Regions from separate parts of the Gossypium hirsutum genome. Here region 1 is linked to region 2. Evidence: chromatin contacts called from public Hi-C data. All regions are on one chromosome and are shown on one strand. Each heading gives the region's core, a stretch centred on a gene start, on an enhancer-like site or on the middle of the called end of the contact. The rest is flanking DNA. Distances are from core to core; before and after follow the strand shown. Region 1 has its middle 83 kb from the start of LOC107904328. Region 2 overlaps LOC107904329.

Region 1 (4,544 bases), core at 1,091-3,590, 98 kb after region 2:
CTCAAAAGACTTTTTATAGTAAGAATATTAAACAAAAACATAAATACTAGTACTATGGTACGTCATTATGTGGGTGAAAGAAATAAAAAATAAAAATATTTAATCAATAGTTTTTTTTAAAAAATAATAATTATTGGTAAAATTAAAAATGTAAATAATTTTATTAATGAGATTTTGGTTTTGTTGGGAAAATGAGATTTTAAATTTTTAATTGTTCAAGGTTAAGTATAAAGAGAGGTTGTTTTTTTTTAATTTAAAATTTTTAATTATATATATAACCGTATTTATATATTACTTTTGTTATATGAATTTGGAGTTAATTTATGTAAACTTAATCAAACACTTTATTTATAGTATAAATATAGATTTTTGAGTTGACAATCGAGTTATTTTTTTAAATAACTTTTACTTTTTTTCTCAAGTTGGGATTAAGGTATAATTTATTATAATTTGATCATATTAGTGTTAGAGAAATCTATTTACACGGGTATAAAAATTTAAGTGGTTTTATACTTTTTCGTAAGTTGTTATATGATTAATGTTTTAACAATACAATCGTTATATTTTGTGCTCTATTCATGTAGACCATGCATATCAAATTTTACATAAGTTAAAAATTTATATATATTCATTTTAAATAAAAAATTTCAATCGTTAAATATATATTAATATAGACAATATTTTAGATTAACATGATAAAAATATTATATTGATTTAAAATTTTACATGTATAAAAAATATAAATATATTAATAAATTTAATAATTAAATTATTAAAATATTAACAGTATAAATGTGACAGGAAGGTATAAAACTACATAAGATTTACACTAGCATAAACGAATCTCTCTCCTAATATCAATGTAAATATACCTCCTTCCCCTTCTTCAAACTCCGATTCGTATTTTTCATAGAGATTTATCTGATCAACGATAGAACAAGATCCATTTTGCATCGTACTAAAACATGTCAAGAAAAAAAAACAGCATAAATATGTAAATCACTCAAAGATGTATATAATACTTCTTTTTAATGAATATATGATATTCAATTTAGTTTAAAGTTAAAACTTTAAAAATTACATAAATATAAAAATGTTTAATTTCTTACCCAAGTCTATTTAAGTCATGTTGGAGTAATCCTGACCATCCCCTTCACTATTCGAAAAACACTAAATAATAAAAATATATTTTAATATTAATATTTACATATTTTTATAATCAATAAAAATTTTGAAATAAATTAAAATATTTTATTGAGAAGCTGAGAAGAATATTAAAAGAAGGCAACACCCCCAACCTTTACACTTATCCTCCCTTTCACGTCTTTCTTTTCTTCTTTCTTAGTTTTCAATCTATTATTTTATTTTTAAAATCAAACCAGCAAAAGATTCATCTTTTTCCTTCCATGATGTCTACAGATCTTGAATTGTTCCAAGATTCATTGAAAATAAAATTACCCAAACTCAAAATTATTCAATCTTCTGATGAAAGTGGCACCGGAATTGAACAAGTAAACAAGAACGGAAACAACAGCGTGGAGTTCTGTGCGACACCAACCTCAGACGAAAACAAGATCCCACCAGTTTTGTCATGTCCAGCGGCACCTACAAAACCTAAGAGAACAGCTTCTGTTTCATGCAAAAGAAAGTTGTTTCAAAATTTCAACTTCTTCGAGATCGTTAACAGTGAAGAAGTTGATGCGTTTTTCAAAGCTGGTTTTCATGCTTCTTCCTCTAAAAAAAGGTGCCTATCATCATGTACATGAATATATATATACATATATATCAGCTTTAATTTCCTTTTACATTTGAATTGAAATTACATGCAGATCTGCCCTTATAGGATTAAAACTGTAATTTTTTTTTGTTGGGATTTGGATCCGATCTATAGTCCACACATGTTCAATCTATTTGAAATGTTCACGGATTTGATTTTATCAGATCAACGTATATCGATTTCGTAATTTTCTTTTCAAATTCCAACTTAAGAAGTATATTTTATGTTTTAAAACAATGGGTTTGGAGAAGGAAAGAGAAAGGAATATGAAAGAAAATGTTTTCTTCAGATAGGTAGATGAGAGGTTTAAGTTTGAAAAAGAAGCAAAAATTAAAATTTTAAAAAAAGAGATTAGCATTAAAAGCTCTTTGGATCAAATTATTATTATTTTTTTAATTTTTGGGACTATTTCTTGATTTCTACGACTTTTGGAATGTTTGACGTGTGGGAAAGTGACTGACATTCGAAAACGCTTTTTTTAATTTTGAGTTTCTCGAAGATGATTTTGTTCGACATAGTGCGGGGATCTGTAAAAAAGTGGAGAATGGTCTAAATGTGATAAGCCATACGTAACTATTTGGATTTTGCTTGGTAAAGTCGATCGGTCACTTTTGGAAATGACAGACGAATGGACAGCCACCAAATTCTAGAATCACACTTAATCTTCTTTTTGGTAAAAGTAAATAGACTATGTGCAAGATTGCGTTTTACTCAAAATAATAATAACAATAACACACCTACATTACATCCAATATATAGGTATAGATCCAGAAACAACTAAATAGTAATATGTTTTGTGTATCTTATAATAATATGGTATTTAAAAATTATAAAAAAATTATTTCATATAATTATTTTAAATTTTATAAAAATATAGAAAATTACTTAAAAATAAAGAGTTATAAGAAATTATTAAATTATTAAAAACTATTAGTAGTGCCAACTAGGGGTGAGTGTTTGATTGAATTGAGTGAAAAATTTTGAGTTCAAAAGTCCTATTTTATTATCTAACTCAATTTGAATTTTTTTTAATTGAGTCGAGTGAAATAAAATTCGAATCGAATTAAATTGAGTGAATTTTTTCGAGTTAAATTAAAAAAATTTAAACATGTCAAATAAAAATATTGTTACAGTATAACTAATTCTAGCACATAAATTTGAAACTATATATATTTGAAATTTTTCAAAGTAAAAAAAAAGATACTTGAGTAATAAAATTGAATCATTAATTAGCTCTCAATATTATTATTTTAGAAAATTTTTAAATTTTTAACTTTGTTTTATATATTTTTTAGAATTTTTAAAATTTTTTAAAAATATAAATTTTGAATTTTTTATAAATATTTTGAATTTTTAAAACTTATTTTGATTTTTTTTATAATTATTGTTGAGAGAGACCAATTTGTTTATTTTCAAAATTGACAGGGACCAAAAGGGTATTTACACCAATCTGTTATTCAAATTCTTCAAGTTATTCAAATTATGAAATTCAACTCGACTCGAACTCAAAACTCGAATCAAGTTGACTCGGATAATTCGAATAACTCGATCCAATTAACCCGAAATTTAATTTTTTTTCAATTTTTTAATCAAATTAAGTTTTGCTCACCCTTAGTGCCAACTGTAAATTGCCACTAAAGTAGTTTTATTACTTGCCTTATTTGGTTTGCCAATCAAATGAAAAAAAAAATCTTTGGACCTGATTATGTGTTGTTTTATTAAACATACTTTAGTCCATCTATGGAAGCCAATCTTCAATAATCTAAAGATTGGATTGGATTTGAGTGAATCAAATCAACCTTTAGAACATGGAGAATCGATGAAGACTATGTAGTTGTTTTGGAAATCAGATCTTCGATTGATTATACTGTGATTTTTGAGATTTTAATAGCTATTTTTAAAAGCTATTTTGTATTCATTTAGATTCTATGTTAGCAAGCCAAAATTAATATATGCTTGAAGCTTGTTTAGGTTATGTAACAAGAGTTGATTGAGTGAATTCTAATTTGTTCATTGAGGAATTGCTTTGTGAGAGAGCGCAAATTGTTATTGTAAACATTGTTAAGTGTTTACTGCACAAGTTCTCAAGGGAAGGGTTTTAAAGTGAGTGTTCTAGTCTTCAGGTAAAAATGTGAGATCTCTATACTTGGAGTGATATTGTGTGAACCACTTGTTGTATTCGTGATAAAAGATAGTGGAATTACTCACTGAGCTAGGCTTCATATGTAGGATCTAGTGTCCCTAGTGTAGTATATTTGTTTGTAAACTTGTAATTTTTTCGAATAGATTGGTTAATAAAAGAATTCATTGATTACATTAATATATATTTGTATAATTGTCCTCATGTAATTTTTGCACGCAAAGAAAAATAGATGTAAATGTTGCTCAATGATTGTCTAATGTTTAAACTATTACTAAGCGGTATTACGTAGTCAAATTATAATACCAAAAGACAACTTATATTAGTAGACAAACCTGTACATAGTTTAATTGGAAATGAACAAGCCAATTGAAAAACTAATATGCTATCTATCAAATCCAATTAGGGAGATGCTTTATATTGGACATCAGAGTGGATGACTCCTAGAAGATAGAGACAAATGTGACTGACTAGATTGATAGTATATCGGACAAGATCCAAGAAAAATAGATCCTAAATTCGTTTATGGATTTATTTATTTGTGATGTTTATAGTGTGACAAACCTAAATCTTGAGTGGATGATGGACTATGTATGCATGACTTGTATACTTTGATATAAGAAAAGC
Region 2 (4,557 bases), core at 630-3,129:
AGAGACCACTTCGATTATAGGATACTTAGAAGCTAAATCAGATGACCGTATTCTAAGTCTAACCTAGAGACAGTGAACTCCTAACACGAATGCTGAACCCCTTTTACTTTTCTCAACCCGGGGAAGCCGGAAAAACGACTGCAGACAAGAGAAGGCGAGTTAAAATCTAACAGCTTTCAAAACATTCTATTCTTCCAATTCTTTTTTATCAAGTAAATTGCTTCCAAGAATCTGAGGGGAGACAAAAATAGCTTCCTAGTGTTTTTTTGGTTCGCTAGCGACTCAAGCTGATTTACGGGGATATCTCAGGAGACAGAGCATACCGGTTCCGGGATTTTGGTTAAGAGGGTGACGATTATGGTAATTCTTTTCCACCATACAAGAACATTCAATTTAATGATGCATCTCTTTTCTTTTTCTTTGTTCTTTTTTTTTTCCTTTTTTAATCTTGTTTTCACAAAAAAAATTTGGATATTTCATAGGCAATGTTGATCAGAGTTATATAGTTTAGTTTCTGCCGAGTCTTTGCTTTATTATTATTATTATTATTATTATTATTTTATTTCATTGATGATAGTTTTGATAAAGCAAATTTTATAATCGGATATTTGAAGAAATAATTTTCCATCCTGAATTGATGTTCTGAAATTGGCGCCATGTAGGTTAGGGTGTAAAGGAGACAGTGGTTCTTACTAGCTACGGGGTTCGGTATGAAAAATATTTGAATTAGTTTTGTTGAGCTGAGTTGAAGCTCGAGGAAAGCTGAGTTTAAACGGCTTAATGCCTTGGTCGAGGTGGTTTGCAGATCTAGCCGGACTTTGGTTTTTAATATAATTTTAACTAGTATTGAAAAATCTTATAGCTCGCACGTAAATATTTGAGTTCCGAGTATAAGAATTCTTATTGAATTTACAATTAGGAGTTTGAGATATATATATATATTATTTTGAAATCAGGTTCTCAATGATTTGATTTGGGCCGATTTCTTTGCTTATATCTGAATCCCCCCATTATATCAATAATTAAGAGCAGAAAAATAAAAAAAAGAAGCAGCTTTGAATCATCTCTAATATTGGTAATATAAGAGAGTAAATTTCCATATTCTGATGTAAATTAATGCAAAAAGATATAAACGTACGTATTACTTAATGAGAAATAATATTTCGGCAAGATGTATACTTAAAAAGATTTTAAAAATAAATTTAAACAGTTTCATTTTTAATGCCATTTCATTATGTTGTTTGCTGTTTATAGGTTTCAAATATAAATAAGAGAAATGCAATATATTTCAGTTAAACACTCTATTCATTGGCTTACATTTTGTGATTTTTATTTCTATATTTGATTTATATATATGCACATATATATTTGAGCTAGTTTGATTTAAGTCATTGATGCCCTCTGATTTTTACTTTATTATTGTTCCCTATTATATAATTTACTGTTTGATGAATGTTTTTAGGATTATTTGATTTTTACTCTATGCTTGTTATAAAATTTTCTCTTATTCTTTCCTCCTACAAATTTAACGTTTATTGGATATTTTTAGGTGGTTGGCAAAAAAGAAAAAAAAAGTATTTTTAGGAATGAATTTTTTAGATGTGTTTTCAATGTTCAATATATATATATATATAGATATAGAAACTAAAGGGAGCATTTGGAGGACAAAAAGAATAAAGAAGAAACAATAGTGTAGCTTAATCTAAATAATAAGTTAAACTATATGTATAAAAAAAGTTAAACTAATAATAAATATATTGATACAAAATAATTTTTAATATGTTATGAATAGTGATTGGAGTTTATAGGTGGGTCCAAACCTGGCCCGTATTAAACTTGTCCAAGGAACATCTGAATTCTTCTTTGCGACCGGCCTATTATTATTTCGATGACTTGCTTTATACAAATATATCCAAGAAAAGAAAAGAAATCTGAGCGTAGGTATAACTAATTTAAACGGTTAATATCTGTACCATCTTTTTTTCAATTAATTTATTAGGGAAGGACAGACCTGTCTAAGAGTATGGTTGTCCCTTCAGCTTGATTTGGGTAGAATTTGAATAAACATTTTTATGCTTTGATTTGGTTCAGTTTAGTACAAATTTAATTTTAATAATAATATTTTTAAATCAAAATTTAATTATAAAAATATAAAATAACAATTATATTATATTTATAATATTTTATTAATTTTTAATAATAAAATAAACTTTTTGGGTCAATGAACTTGAATTTGAAAAATATTTTAGAATTAAACTTCAACCCAATCCAACATAAAGGTAAACAAAACTTGATTCAACTCGAAAAAATCGATTTTTTTTAAATTTTGAGTTAAACGAATCGAGTTATTTGAGTTAACTCAAATTTTTTTTTTCGAATTTCAACTTCGAATTTAGTTTAATTTTCAAAATCAAATAACTCAAATAATTTAAATAAACTGAATACTAAACTATAATATTTTACATTTTTCCCCAAACCTTTTTACTTCCTCCAATACTTTTACTCCCTTCCACTTTCCCCCCAAATTTTTACTCCTCTCTCATCTCACCTCCCATCTACCCCAAACCCATTTTCTCCCCAATTTTTTTTTTGAATATTTCTCCTCCATTTACTTTTCCCTAAAATTTTACTCCCCCATCTCTCAAAACTTTTTTTTCACCCTTTACCCTCAAATAAAAAATCATCCCAAAAAAACTCTAAATCTAAATAGTAATAATTTTATTTATATCTACTATTGATATTGTTAAATTAAATTTCACATTTTGTACTTTTTATATTATTGAATTGCTTGATCATATTAAATCTTTATAATTTCCTGTTAAAATTGAATTATTGATAATGCCATAAAATATTCGTGTTAAAATTTTAAGTTAATATCAATTTCACATTTTATCTTTAAGATAACTTTTATTTAAAAATCACATTTTTTAATTTCAAAATACATAGTGACGAAAATCAAAAGATAATTAAAACAACCAAGCAAGCAAAGAAGCTAACCTGTATATAAAATAATAATAAATAAATTATGAGGAGATGAAAATTAATAACAAATTTGATTATGGTGAGTGACAGCGGTTACAAGGATCTAAAGTCATTTTTTAAAAATTTAACTCGAACAAATATATTCGATTCGACTCGATTTGAATTCCATATCACTCGACTCGATTCGAGAAAATTTCAAATCGAGTTAGAATGATAAAATAGGATTCACCAACTGAATTAACTCAAAATTTTTCATTCAATTCGATTTGATCGAACGCTCACCCCTAACCTAACCTATAAACACCTCTAAAAAATATATGTTACTGTTTCATACTTAAATCTACTAAAAGACTAAAAGTCGTTTTTGTCTCTTCATTTTTGAAATCAAATTATTTAGCAAATTTTCAACTTCAATACCTCTTTTTATATAAGCTTTATATAAGTGAATCTATCTACTAGGAACCAGATTAAATAATTTCTTTAATATTAAATAAATTAATTTAGTTCCTATATTAAAAAAAAGAATTGAATAAGGTTGAATTTTAATAGAGTTAACATTTACTGTTTAAAAAAAACATGAAATTATAGTTCAATTCTCAACAAATTATTTTGAAAATTTTTATTAATAGTGTAGTTTACATGTCGTTTTTTAAACAACAAATATTAACTCTATTAAAATTTAACCTCATTTGGTTCCTTTTATTAATTTATAAATTAAATTAATTTATTTAATAATAAAAATACTAATTTAATAAAATCCTTATAATAGAAGTACTTTACAAATATTTTCAGCTCTTAATATACTACGGGCATAGGTAAAAATTAGGTAAAACATTTATCTCTTTAATTATAGGATGTTTTATTAAATATTAAATTCAACATCTTTATTTAATTATATGCAATTAATATTGATTGGGTTTATAATTGTTTTTCTGAACAGTTCTAACAGAATTCATTATTATAAGAATAATTAACAGAAGAAAAACTAACAATTAATACAAGGTATGATAAATTTAGTCCTCAATGTTTAGATTTTTAATTTGACCTTAATTCTGTTTTTTGAGCTAAATTTGACAATCAATCTTTAAAAAAAAGTTAATTTGCTTTTTAACGTCAGAATTCCCATTGCACTAGAGTAAAGAGCTTTTTCCATTTGTGCCTTTTATTTGAAAGTTTTGGGGCACATTCCTTTTCTTAGGCTTTTGCCTTTTGTAACAGGAGTATCAATTTACTTACAATCTTGCATTCTAAATCATTTGAAGATTTTTTCTTAATGTATGACTCTTGTGTAAGAGTTATTAGCCTCCTAAGGCTATCTCGAATAAGTTATACTCCAAGAATGTAAATTGCTTCTCCCTTGTCCTTCATTTCACAAATTGAGGACAACTATTTTTTTTCAATTACACAATACTCCTTTACTACAAGTCATGCCTTGTAACTCTCGATCGCCCCATTAGATTCACACTTTAATCTAGTAACCCATTTGTTCCTAATTGTGTTGCATCCCTTTGATAGACCAGCCAATTCCAAACATTGCTTGTTCTCAATAACTCCATTTTTATTTCATTGCCTTCA

Evidence for each region. Hi-C and Micro-C count contacts between places; a contact is called where the count stands out from the background.
Region 1: a Hi-C map of leaf shows a contact between it and region 2, with 3 times the contacts expected there. The contact joins two enhancer-like sites. A contact is called at or near these places in 7 of 34 Hi-C or Micro-C datasets (anther, callus, leaf and 2 more).

Annotation. Positions count from the first base shown.
Region 1 is chrA05:36,947,576-36,952,119 of Gossypium_hirsutum_v2.1, forward strand. No RefSeq gene overlaps it. Among protein-coding and RNA genes, the nearest start is that of LOC107904328, 83 kb to the right of the region's middle. Within about 2 kb of position 2,341, at least 7 of the 9 cell types and tissues checked have an H3K27ac peak or open chromatin away from gene starts, as enhancers often do. A contact at or near this core is called in leaf, where this site is marked.
Region 2 is chrA05:36,849,807-36,854,363 of Gossypium_hirsutum_v2.1, forward strand. LOC107904329 reads left to right here. Exons shown (of 15, transcript XR_001686186.2): 14 at 1-360; 15 at 663-994. Among protein-coding and RNA genes, the nearest start is that of LOC107904329, 11 kb to the left of the region's middle. Within about 2 kb of position 1,880, at least 3 of the 9 cell types and tissues checked have an H3K27ac peak or open chromatin away from gene starts, as enhancers often do. A contact at or near this core is called in leaf, where this site is marked.